2 separate regions of the Mus musculus genome follow, and region 1 is linked to region 2. A link is a contact called in public Micro-C data. All regions are on one chromosome and are shown on one strand. Each heading gives the region's core, a stretch centred on a gene start, on an enhancer-like site or on the middle of the called end of the contact. The rest is flanking DNA. Distances are from core to core; before and after follow the strand shown.

The links. A called contact is a pair of places that touch in the nucleus more often than the background predicts.
Region 1: a Micro-C map of embryonic stem cells shows a contact between it and region 2, with 2.7 times the contacts expected there. The contact joins the enhancer-like site here to the promoter of Chrna7 in region 2. A contact is called at or near these places in 1 of 484 Hi-C or Micro-C datasets (embryonic stem cells) and 1 of 115 datasets of contacts at active chromatin or transcription factors (astrocytes).

The regions. Positions count from the first base shown.
Region 1 is chr7:63,943,195-63,949,946 of GRCm38.p6, forward strand. No RefSeq gene overlaps it. Among named protein-coding and RNA genes, the nearest start is that of Klf13, 7.7 kb to the left of the region's middle. Within about 2 kb of position 5,052, at least 21 of the 459 cell types and tissues checked have an H3K27ac peak or open chromatin away from gene starts, as enhancers often do. A contact at or near this core is called in embryonic stem cells, where this site is marked.
Region 2 is chr7:63,208,938-63,215,644 of GRCm38.p6, forward strand. Chrna7 (cholinergic receptor, nicotinic, alpha polypeptide 7) reads right to left here and starts at 3,589. Exons shown (of 10, transcript NM_007390.3): 1 at 3,485-3,589; 2 at 3,171-3,310. The coding sequence starts at 3,539.

The DNA.
Region 1 (6,752 bases), core at 3,802-6,301, 740 kb after region 2:
GCTGCTGCCGTTGGTCCAGGATTGAAATCTCTAAAACTGTGAGCCAGAGTAACCATTCCCTGTTTTTAAAAACCTAACACGCTATTTTACGATGATTTTTTTTTTTTGGGGGGGGGGGTTGGTTTTTTGAGACAGGGTTTCTCTGTATAACCCTGGCTGTCCTGGTAGGAACTACACCAAACTGTAAGAGTAACAGCTATCGGATGCACCTTCATCTGCTTTTGGATGTCCAGCAGAACAGTAAGCTGGTTTGTGCCAATACCCTACGTAAGTAATTCATTTCCCTGTGAACATTGCCATACTTGGCGTATTGGAGGTGATGGGAATCTATTAGGGATTCCCTTTAGGAATCATGGTGATGTGTGTTGTCTATAACTGACAGAAACTTTGCTACACAGCCTGACTGCATTTTTAGATGCAAGAGGTTTCAAAAAGTTCCCTTCCTAGCCTGGCAGTGGTGGTGCATGCCTTTAATCCCAGCACTTGGGGGGGGGGGGGGCACGGAGGAGAGGCAGGCAGATTTCTGAGTTCAAGGCCAGCCTGGTCTACAGAGTGAGTTCTAGGACAACCAGAGTTACACAGAGAAACCCTGTCTTGAAACCCACCCACCCTCAACCCCCCAAAACAGTCTTTTGTTCGGGGAGTGGTGTCCCATACCTTTAATCCCAGCACTCAGGAAGTAGAGGCAGGCAGATTTCTGTGAGTTTGAGGCCAGCCTGGTCTACAGATGAAGTTCCAGGATAGCTAGGGCAACACAGAGAAACCCTGTCTTAAAAAAACAAAAGCAGACAAAACAAAACGAAAGTTCCCTTCCCTTTGTGGGGGAAATGTATCTTTTTCATGGTAGGAGCTACCTGAGCTCATGAGTCACCAAACTGAAGAGGATGAGAAACAGAGTACTAAACACAGGATAGAGGGCAGAGGAAGTTCCAGCCAAGAGCTGCCCTGCTGTTTGCTCAAGAGCCTGGAGTGACAGCATCCTCCATCAGTTAGAAAGGGCTGGCTGTGTTGCAGATCTTTGTTTCTAGCACACTGCACATCCATCATGAGGTGCCTGCTGCAATCAGCAGGTGGATGGTACAGCCTCTCTCTGCAGTGTGCTGGTTGCCATGGCAGAGGGGAAGGGAGAACGTTAACCTTGCAATGTTACTTATCCCCTCTCCCTGCACAAAATACATCTTCTACTCTCTGGGTGGCCTGACCTAATCTCAAGTGCCTTTTAAATCTGGATCTATAGGCAGAAAGAATGGAAGGAATTCATTGAAACACATTGTGTGGCATCTAAGTTAAAGCTCAGAACTTCTGTAGGATGCTCTGATTCTCATTGAGCCCATATGGTTCCTTTTGGTCTAGAGGCTTATAACCTAAAAGTAAATTGTCAGTACCCTCAGCCCTCACTGTATTTAGGTAGGATTAAGAGATGGTGGAACCGCCGGGCATGGTGGCACAGGACTTTAATCCCAGCACTTGGGAGGCAGAGGCAGGCAGATTTCTGAGTTCGAGGCCAGCCTGGTCTACAAAGTGAGTTCCAGGACAGCCAGGGCTATACAGAGAAACCCTGTCTCGGAAAAAAAAAAAAAAAAAGAGAGAGAGAGAGAGAGAGAGATGGTGGAACCTTTAGCAGGTAGGGCCTAAGTGTGGGAAGGAAGGTCATTGAGAGCCCCAACCTCAAAAGGGATGAATGCTAGTCTCTAGGAAGGTGTGAGTGCCTACAAAAATGGGTTGTGATGGGGCTAGAGAGATGGATGGTTTAGTGGTTAAGTAACTGCAGAAGACTCAGTTTCCCTTCCCAACAACCACATGGTAGCTCACCACCATCCATAGCTCCAGTTCCATGGAGTCTGCCCACCCCACCTCCCCCTTTAACCTCCAAGGGCTGTAGGCATGCACTTAGTGCACAAACATATATACAGGGGAAACACATATACAAATAAAACAATTACATCTCTTTAGAAATACAAACAAACAAAACAGGCTGTTAGAAGAAGAGTAAAACTAAATTTCAGAATGACTCCAACTTCTCTTTTCTACTACACAGAGCAGTGAGCATCTTTACCAGTGCCCAAACTCATGGGACCACACAATCTTGGACTTTCAAAAGTCTAGAGTAAATAAACCTCTTTTCTTCATGAAGGAGCAGCCTCTGGTATTTGAAAGAACTCACACTCCTCTGTATATCACTGTCAGTGTACAGCAATATATAGGGACAGAGTAACACCACAACATAGACCAACTTGGGGGACAGGCAGGCAGCCTGTAGTATCCATAATGACCTTGCTGGTTTGCAGGGCAAATATTGCCCTCCCCATGAGAGGAAATTCTTCCTTCAGTAACTCTTGCCCTACTCCCAAGGTTTCTCCTTTGTGGCTATGCTCCTCAGCATCTCATGAAGTAGACATTGGGGACTATGTCTTTCTGGGGTCTCAGCGGTTCCCTCAAGCCTAGGAGCATAAGCGTTCTATGTGTATAAACTTAAAGCAAGGGTTATTTTGAGTCCCAGCCTTGCAAGGACTCAAAATGGAGTGAATGTCTTAGCTGTATTAGAAACTAGTTGGGCCAGGTGTGGTGGCGCACGCCTTTAATCCCAGCATTCGGGAGGCAGAGGCAGGAGGATTTCTGAGTTCGAGGCCAGCCTGGTCTACAAAATGAGTTCCAGGACAGCTAGGGCTATACAGAGAAACCCTGTCTCGGGAAAAAAAAAAAAAGAAAGAAAAAAACTAGTTGGGGGTGGTGTGTCATAAAAGAGACTAACAGTCCAATCAAAGTGTTTTGACATGGTAAAATTTTACCATAGATCCAGAGAGTGTGCTTAGAGGAGTGAGCACTTTGAGATAGGAAGTGACTTTAACTCAGATGGTGACTTCATCTTTTCCCCATTGGCTGGGGTTTGACCTTAGCCTTTCTGAATTGTCTAGTTTAAAAGATTTGGCCCCAGAAAAAACAAAACACAAAACAAAACAAAACAAAAAATTTGGTGCTAGCTATGCACTGGTGGCACATGCCTTTAATCCCAGCCCTTGGGAGGCTGATCTCTGCGAGTTGGAGGCCAGCTTGGTCTACAGAGCAAATTCCAAAACATCCAGGAATGCACCTTGAAACCCAGTCTAGAAAAACAAAACAAAGAAACAAACAACAACAAAAAGCGGGTGTGAGGAAATGAAGAAAAAGGAGTCAATCAAGAATATAACCCAATGCCGGGCGTGGTGGCACGGCAGGCGGATTTCTGAGTTCCATGCCAGCCTGATCTACAAAGTGAGTTCCAGGACAACCAGGGCTATACAGAGAAACCCTGTCTTGAAAAAAACAAAAAACAAAAAACAAACAAGGGGCTGGTGAGATGGCTCAGCAGGTAAGAGCACCGGACTGCTCTTCCAAAGATCCTGAGTTCAAATCCCAGCAACCACATGGTGGCTCATAACCATCCGTAACAAGATCTGACTCCCTCTTCTGGTGTGTCTGAAGACAGCTACAGTGTGTTTACATATAATAATTAATAAATCTATTAAATTTACATATAAATAATTAATAAATAATTTATCCAAAGGATTACACACAAGGTGAGAGACAGATTAAAATATTAGCATAAACTAGCTTTAATTCCAACACTCCGATTGCAGAGGCAGGCAGATCACTGAGTTCAAGACTAGCCTGGTCTACAGAGTAAGTTCTACATGGGAAAACCCTGTCTCAAAAACAACAACAACAACAAAACCAAAATGAGTTTATAGCCAACATGGGCTACAGAGCAAAGTCATGACTCAACAACACAGAGACTACAGAGGAAGCACAGAAAACACACATGCTCTCACACACACTGTGTGAGATTATACAAGAATATAGCCAACGGTAGTCAGATCCTTACCTGACATGGAATCTTCCCGTATCTGGATCTTGGACTTCCCATAATTCGAAAGTGTGAGAAATAGATGTCTACTGCCTGTATCCTCTACAGAATATGGTAGTGTGTGTGTGTGTGTGTGTGTAAAAGATTTATTTATTTTTATTTTAGAAATACCATGTATGTGCCTGGAACCTGAGGTGACTAGAAGGGGCCATCCAATCCCCTGGAATTGGAGTTGTGAGCCACCATATTGGTGCTGGAAGCCAAACCCTAGTCCTCTGCAAAATCTTAACCTCAATCCATCTCTCCAGTCCTGGCTATGGTATTTCCTAACCCTACCCTGGATAGGCTGGAACAGCATTCTCCCTCGGGAAAAGGTCCCAAGCGGCTCTGAAGGCAGGAATGGACCTGAGCAGGAAAGCACCCACGGTTTCCAGGGGCACTGACCTAACTTGAGAAGACTGCAAGCACCGTCAGAAACATTGGAGTTTTGAAATAATTAGCAAATGAAACGGATGGAAAAATTAGCTTCCATGGAAGTGTCCCCACTGTGGTGGTAATGAGCAAAGGTATCGTAATCTAATCGGTTTCTCCAAGGACAGTAAGGTGTGTGCATGGGAACAAGCAGAAGGAAAAGGCCACACCCACATCAACTGGAGAAATCAACAGACCACACCCTGAACTGAAAATCAGAAGTAGCAGTGCTTCGGCAGGCGGTAGAAGCCAGCACCCCACTGCTGTTGGTCCAGTGTTTCTGGCATGAGATGTAATTGATGTCCCTAATCAGTTGCGGTTAGGCTAAGGAGATAACTAACATGAGAGGATGTGAACCAGCTGGTCACCTGAGCTTATTCAGTCTGGATCCTGAGGTCAAAGGACTGGGGGTGGGGGTGGGGGTCTTCCTCAGAGAATCTACCAGTCCAGGGGGTTACAAATGGAGGCCTGAGAGACTAAAGGTTGCAGGGGAGGGGTCAGAAACTGAAAGCCCAGAATGGAGTTCAGACACAAGTTTGAGACTAGAGGTCAGGGAGGTCACAGACTGGGAGGTGAAGAGACCAGAAGCCTGACAGCGATGGAGAAGTGGCCAAGAAGTCGAATAGCTCACAACAGGGAATGAGGGTGGCCTTCTAGTTCCTAAAAGTGGCCCTGGCCCACAGCTGCCTAGAAAAGAGACCTCAGTCCACAACTTCAAACAGCAGATTCCTACATAGCCACCTGGGCTAGTACCTCGATCCGGAAGGAAGCCACCCAGGCAGTTTGGTTTTAGCCTTTGTTGACAAGAGCACAAAGCACAAAACAGTGTCCCTACTGTGAGAGGAAAATGCATGGTTCATCTGAAGACCCTAAGCAATTCCTTAAGCGGTGGCAAGAATGCATACCTACCCTATGCTGTGTGACTTGTGAGAATATTCTGCTAGAAGAAGCATACACCCTATGCACACTGCATGCCCTCATTTTGGCCAATGACACACCTGCATTGCCACCTGCCAACTGAAAACAACTTTTTAAAATTGCATTTGTACTGAACAAGTCTAGGCTTCTTTTTTTGTTTATTTTTTGTTTGTTTGTCTTTTGTTTTTTGTTTTTTGTTTTTTTTTTTTCAAGACAGGGTTTCTCTGTATAGCCCTGGCTGTCCTGGAACTCACTTTATAGACCAGGCTGGCTTCGAACTCAGAAATCCACCTGTCTCTGCCTCCTGAGTGCTGCCACCACACCTGGCTTTCATCTAGGCTTTCTTATCATTACTCCTAAGCAAAACAGCACACCTGATCATTACTCAACACTCCCTTGCCCTAGGTGTAAAAAATCACCTAGAAGCAACACCAAGGACACAACCTTGCCATCCTTAAATGGACTTTTTTGTTTGTTTCATTTTGCTTTTTTTTTTTTTTTTTGAGACAAGGTTTCTCTGTGTAGCCCTGGCTGTCCTGGAACTCAATTTGTAGACTAGGCTGGCCTCAAACTCAATTAGATCCACTGCCTCTGCCTCCCAAGTGCTGGGATTAAAGGAGTGTGCCATCAGGCCTGGCCACCTCGGACCTTTTAATCTACAAGGGGCCCTGATACAAGTGCCCCAATAGAGACAGAGGATGATTTATGACTTGATTCAGGGAAAAGCTAAAATCAGGAAAGCCCTTTCCACAGTTGCCGTGACCACAGAGTCCATGTACCTTTGCAATTAGGTGGGACCCTAGCCCAGCGAGCTCCAGTTGTTTACAGAGGAGAACAGCTGCCTCACCTCTGCACTGGGGCTTTGAGGAAAGAGCATCTTTGTGTAAATTGACTGTTAGCACACAGCAATTCTCAGAGGGACAGGCCTTCTTTTGGCTCACAATTTGGTCTTTTGGCTGCAGCTTTGGGCCTGTGGCAAGCGGCATTTTGGGGCAGGAGCAGATGGTGAGGCCAACTCTGAAATTCATGGCTTGGGTCTTCCCAGCAGCCTAAATACCTCACTCATTTTAAAGGGTCTCCCTTTCCTGTTACCACCATGCTAGGGATAGAACCTTACAACCCCCAATGACTTAGGGATGGATTCAATAGGCAAACCCTAGCGGCCTCTGTGCTCCATGTTCTTCCTCTCCATCCTTAGACTTAGAGGGGAGCTGGGCCTCTTGGACTGTCACTGTGTTGGATCCATAGTTTGGGTGGAAGGGGTTCTTTAATTAGCCTACGGTAATGGGAATGAGGAAGCAAAACAACAAAAGTGTGTGAAATGAGACTGGTGCCAGGAGTAAGGGCTGTACTTCATTCTATAGAGTGTTCTTCGATCAAAATGCAAGATGCCGACACTCAGTACCATCTTTGCTCCTTTGCAGGGTACCCAGGAACTATCTTCATTGGCTCATGATATGTAACTGTTAGGTCTCAGAAACCCTGGACAAATGGCTGGCTTGCTTATTAACATATCAAA
Region 2 (6,707 bases), core at 2,339-4,838:
TTCGGTTAAACCTGAAGCAAACATCAACTGAGAGCAGTCCATGGAAACACCTAGTTGAAGGCAGGGAGCTAGGACCTTATGGAAACACCTTGCTAAAGGTAGGAGCCAGGATTTCATGAACACACCCTGTTGAAGGAGTGTCTCCTCCCTTACATTTACAATCTCCCTTCCCTCTGTTTCCATTACTTAGGGAAGTCTTTCTACTTTCTCTATCTGGGAAACTCCTATTGAAAATCCAACCTCTTGTTCTTTGAAACCACCCCAGCCTCTGTCATTGGAAATAAATGTCCCCTAGTGTGCAATCTTCAGCACTTTGAAAACTATGTCAAATTCCATCACATGTGAAAATCTTAGATTTTCTTCTTAGTCTTAGAGCCAATCAGATCATGTTGCCTCTAGAGGTGAAAGTCCTCTCTTGTTCATCTGTAAACTTTCAGAGCCTAACAAGGCTTACACTGGGAGCCCTATAAACAGAGGTGGAACATGCTGATGGTGCAAACCATCTTGTATGAATAAAATGTATATGTGGCATCATATGCCATCTATGCATCCCTGAAGGCAGGACATTTTGCTGAAAAGGGGGGGAAGCAATAATAAGTTGTAAGAAATAAATTCTAGACTATGGAACAATAGGTTGAAATGAGCAAAATGACCCCCTAGAGATGAATTTGTAAAGAGATTCCACCACAGGAGAAGACTCATAGCCCTCCTGAGAGCTGGTGCCTCTGTCCAGAGTGCTGAGATTTCAGCAAGAAAGACCTGGCTCTGCTTCAAAAAAAAAAAAAAAAAAAAAACGGGGCAGAGCCAAACGGGATTAGAATACAAATGCTTGCATATTTCCTTGTGCCTGATGTAGAAACCTCCTTCTCACCCAGGAGCTTAGGACACACATATTCAATCAGCTACCGCGTATCCAGTTTAAGTAGATTAAGCTAGCTCTGTTCTACAAAAGTAAGTTACCAAGTCTAAAAAGCTTATGATAGGCAAAGGGCATGCAAAGAAACTCCATTTGAGTTTTCCTTAGCAGACTGCCTGCAGTCTTTGGGCATCCTTGGGTAAGTGACCACACCTCTCTAGGAATAGACTTCGTGACCTCTGAATGAAGTCACTACATAATTAAGATGGAGTAAGCTTTCAGCAAATTATCAGCGTGTGGCAAGAACTTCTCTTTTTTAATCCTCTCAAAACCCGTGAAGTGGATATGATTGTTCTCATTTTACACATGAGAGAGCATGGCTGAGAAAAGTTAAGTAGCTTTCTCAAGGCCACTCCACAAACATGCAGCATTGCCTAGTGGGAAGCTCAGTATGTCCGCAGCTAGATCTGAGGCCAAGGGGAGAGGGAGATTTTCTCAAACCTCACTCTCCCCTTGACCTCTGTTCATGACCCTCTTCATATGGTTTTTTTTTTCCTAACTGATATGGCAATAACTTAAAGTTTTATAGTTTGTTGTCTTTAATTTTTTTAAATAGTTGTATAACATAACTAAGTTTTTCCACATCATTAATCCTAGCTTACAACTTAACTTCTACAGGTCAGCAAGCCTTATTGACATATTAACCTGAATTCTAAAGAGGCTTTTCCTTTTCAATAAGCTTGCCAGGCCTGCTCTATTTCTTTGCACAAGCTCTACAGCTGACTAGCCCCTATACCATAAAGCTTACTACCCAGCCAGAGGCTGCTATGAAGCATACAATAAGGCCAGCTTGCCAAAGTAGACCCTGGGCAAGTAGGGACAGAGAAGTCATCTTACTTTGTGGTTTTTATGGAACATGTTAGCTTAGCTACTTTACCCTTCCTTGTATACTTTTTGCAGGAAAATAACTATAATGATGTAGTTGACTTTGAGGAATCTTGACATTATCTCTTTTTTTTCCTTGCTCCTCATGGATCATGGTGCCCAGTGAAGTATGTAGGTGTCCACCATTCTGTTAGCAGGGAAGCCAAACCTCAAGATGTTTATGATACTTCCCAAAGTCAACCAGAAGCAATAAGGACAATGTCTCCACCACTTAACTGAACTGTCCTGTAGGTCTACCCTACCCAAATGCCCAGGAGCCTTTGCACCTCCTCCCCCTCACTGCCTCCCTCCTCCACTTCTCTCTGAACTATGTTCTGCTCCATGGCAGAATCTCCTCCTCACTGTCTGTCACTCAGACTCCAAACCAACAAGATTTCTTCTTCTTCTTCCTTCCCTGTAGTCTGTGCTCTGTAAACTTAGAAAACAATCGTCCACGAGGCAGCAGCTGTCTTCTACATCTCTCATGATAAATCACACACACACACACACACACACACACACACACACACACACACACACTGTGCAGTGCACACTTAATAAAGTAGGATTCTGTCATGGGAAGAGATGCAGATTTAACGGGTATAGTATGAAGTGAGAAGCCATTCATCATGAGAACTAACTAGATTAAAAGGAACAGCCTAGGAGTGAGGGCAGGAGTGGGAAGTACCACCTGCCATGCCACTTTACCAAAGTTCTTTTGGTACCTCTTTGCTCACAGTAGTTTCTCCTGATGAACACAAAAATCCCTTTGCTCCAGCCTTACCCACCTAGAGAACAGACACTGGAACACTTTCTAAGTATTGGCATCATTTGGAAGACTCCACCTATAAAAAATCGTAAAAAGTAGCCCAGCTGGCAGAAGAAAAAAACCAAGCTGTCACAGATACTGCAGGGGTGTGGCTTGCTGCAAGGGGTCCAGAGGACTGCTACTAGCTGCCTGGAATTCTCCAAAAAGGATCGCCCACAACTGTCGTCTCCACAAAATAAAACCAATGACCATCCCCCTAATGGGAACGCTTCTAGACACCTACAGTTGGCCTTCTCCCCAAACAGATTGGCAGCCGAAAAGCCAGGCCCCCACCAAGGCACTACGCAGTCACTAAAGAGGAAGAAAAGCTTGTAAGTATCTAAACTATTCCGGGCTCCGGGCGCAGAGCTGCACTAGTTTTCTTTCTAAGGGAGTCTGAAAGTGACCAAGGAAGCCTGTTCCTGCTACTGACTCCCAGCTTAGGACACTTTGGCCGGGAGTTTCTAGCTAAAAGAAAGATGCGACCCAAGTACCCATGCACAGGTGGCTGGGGGTCCTGCCCGAAGCGCAACCTGGTCCGGGACAGGAGGGTGTGTGGCCCGAGCGCCCCGCCAGACTCACCACATCCATGATCTGCAGGAGGCTCAGGGAGAAGTACACGGTGAGCGGCTGCGAGTCGTTGGCCACCGGCCTCTCCAGCGGGTTGTAGTTCTTGACCAGCTCCTTGTACAGCCTCCTCTGGAACTCGCCTTGCAGGGACACTTAGGAAGCAGAGCGCCCAGCGGGCCTCAGCACGGGGCCGCCACCCCGCCCCAGAGCATCTCAGCCCCGCCGCCCAGCCGCAACCCGGGACCACCCGCCCGCCCGCCTGCCCGCCGGAGTCTGCTCCCCGGAGCCCGCCGCGGGGAGTAGGGCCGAAGCCGCGCTGAGGTTACCGTGCAGCAGCGCCGCGGCCAGAGCCAGCCAGATGCCTCCCCGCCGGCCGCACATGTCGCCGGAGCAGCCGCCGTGTCCCGCCGTCCGCCGGGGCCGAGCTGCCGCTCCAGCCGCCTCCGCGCCTTTAAAGCGCTGCGCGCGCCCGCCGCCGCCGCGCACCCCCACACGTGACAGCGCGCCCCCGCCTCGCGAGCGCTCTCTGAGCCGCGCAGCTCCGTGGCCGCCCCGGGAACTGCATCCCTGCTCAGCTAGTTGATGGCCTCTGACCCCGAGCTACTTGCTCCTGCTACCAACTGTGCTCTGTACTCACACCAGTAACAGTTTTCAGACCCAGTCCTCCAGGACTCTCTCTGGTACCAGAATCTGCATCGCAAACTCAGAAGTTTCTCCAGCCAGACAAGGTAGACCACGCAGGAGTAAGCCTATGTTTTCCCTGCAAGACCTGGTGTTTCCAGCGATTAGCTCCTTCCTGAGGCATAACATACTTTATCAGCAGAAAGCCTGACCTAGTCTCACTTTCTTTTAAAACAGATTCAGAAAATTGGAACATTAACTCCAATCCCTTTCTGAAAAGACAAGCCAAAACTTGATTCTGTCGGCCTCTTTGATTCAAAGAACAGTAAATGAACAAGTAAGGACTGAGGGAGATCAGCCACAGAGACCCTGGTCTAGAGGTATCTTCCTTGCTGCCATATTGGGAGGATGGTACTAATGAGAGCAGTCAGAAGTGAGTTAGGCTACCCCATTTGTCCCCGGAAGTACAGAAAGCACACCTTGATGACTACTCTGGTTTCCGTTAGCGGAATCCATCCTCTCTTCCCACAGACTCCATAACACCTGTGTCATCAGACTGTTGCTCCAATGGGTTAGAAAGTACAACACTAAAAAAGAGGGACAGGCTTATCAAAAAAAAAAAAAAGTGACTAAACTGGAAGTGGTGGGAAGGGGATAGTGACTCCAGCTGCTTGGTTTGCAGGAGCAGTGGCATGCAATACCCTGGAAATGAGTATCTTGAAGGATTCCCATGTTGATTACTAATAGAAGTATAAAGAGTTGGTATAAGGTTTCACAGCTTCAGGTTAAGAGCAAAGGGGGGAAAACTGTTTTGGGAGAAAGTTCATTTAAAAAAAAAAGCAAAAACAAAAAAACAAAAGACAGACAACTGACCAGGGCTCCCGTCAAAGGAGACCCAGTATTCCACATGGGAAGGGGACAGCAGGCAGAGGCATGTGGCAAACAGTTGGGTGTATATCTGGCACCTGGGTACTCCTCATCCTATGTCCAACAGCAGGAACATCACAAAGCAGGCACTTGGTGAAGGAATGAGCTGTAAAGCATTCACTGCCAGGAAGATAGGAGAGAAGGAAAAAAAAAAAAAACATCAGAGAAGGGGAAGCACACAGCATCGGCTAGAAGCAGAAAACCATCTGCACTGGTGGTGGGATGGAAGGGCTCTCTCTTCTATTCTCAGTCTGAAAGTGCCTAAGAGCCCTCGCTAGCACTACAGAGGGATAAGCCAGGAAAACCAACTTCTCCTGAGTGTGGCCAACTGGGATCACATTACAGAAACCATGATTACATCCTTACTGAGTTGGGGAGTCACATTTAGGGGCCCCCAAACATACCACTAAAGCTATGCCCTGTAAGATCAGCAACCAAGGAAATAATCGTCTTTGGGTGGGACAATTGGTCAATACCTGTTTATGACCTATGCTTGGGCAGACACCTGGAGGCTCTGCAAACAACCCATTAACTCAGTTCCTCAGTTCTGAGAAGACTGAAAGCACCTAGTGCTCTCAATGAGACCCAGTTACTTTCATCTGTGCAGTGTAAAATAATCTGAGAGTATAGAGTTTACTCATATGTGTAGGCTCACTGCTTAATCCCATCCTCAGCATAAAGAAAAGGTAAAAGGAAACACAATGTATCCAAGTTTATAAAGGCAACTGGAAACAAACCCTACACACTCCACAAACTGATGGTGCTGCCTTAGCCTAAGGAGAGGCAGAGCAAGGGCAGACTCAAGGATGGAAGTCTAGACTTTTAATGCAGTCCAAGGAAACTGGACATTGTGCCTAGGAGAGATAGGAAGCAGGGATGAAGAAATCTTCATAAATCCACAGACTAAAACAAAATCCCCTTTCATGTAATAGACTAGAAAACCTCTATTGTGTCCCAGGAAAGAGAACCATGTTTTCTGCTTGAGCTATGGAAAGGGAGAAGATAATCCTGTAACCACCGACAGTGCATTAGCAGGCTTAGAGCAGATCCAGCTATCAAATGCCTGTGCTGTTTATATTCAAGGATTCCTCCTCTAGTGGGGGGGGGGGAGCAAAGGGGGGGATAGGGGTGAAGCTTTACAGCTTCCCACACAGGACTCCAAAAGAAAATCACAGTAAGTTCAAATTGCAAAGTGAAAAGCAAGGCTGGAGGCGTGGCTCAGCAGTTAAGAGCTGTTGTTGCAGAGGACCCACGGTCAATTTTCAGGAGTCACATGGTACTTCAAAACAGTCAGTAACTCAAGCTCCAGGGAATCTGATGCCCTGGTCTGGCTCTTCAGGATCACATGCAGTGCAGACAGACATACAGACACAACACGTATATATGTTAAATAGCAAGATAATTTTTAAAAGAAAAAATAAAAAACATGCAAGTGAATAGACAACACATAAGAGGAGTCACAGTCAACCTTAAAGCTGACTTTACAACAAACTAATCAGGAAAGATGCTTAGGGTGGTTTGAATGAAAATAGCCCCCATAGGCTCATAGGGAGTGGCATTATTAGGAGGTGTGGCCTTGTTGGAGTAGGTGTGGCCTCATTGGAAGAAGTGTGCCACTGGAGATGGGTTGAGGTTTCAGAACGTCAAGCCAGGTCCAGGGTCTTTCTCTTCCTGCTCCCTGCCAATCCAGATGTAGAACTCTCAGCTACCTCTCTAGCCCCATGTCTGCCTACATGCTACCATGCTTCCTGCCTTGATGACAGTGGACTAAACCTCTGAATGGAAAGCCAGCTTCAATTAAATGGCTCTCTTTATTAGAGCTGCTGTAGTCATGTGTCTCTTCACAGCAACAGAAAATCTAAGACAAAAGACCAACAATTTGAGATAGTAGGATGATTGTTTTAAGCCTGTAAAATTAAAATGTGTAAAACGTATAAAATGACCAAATATGTCGACCACAATGGACAACGTTAATGTCCCCTTTGCCCTACACTGCCAAGA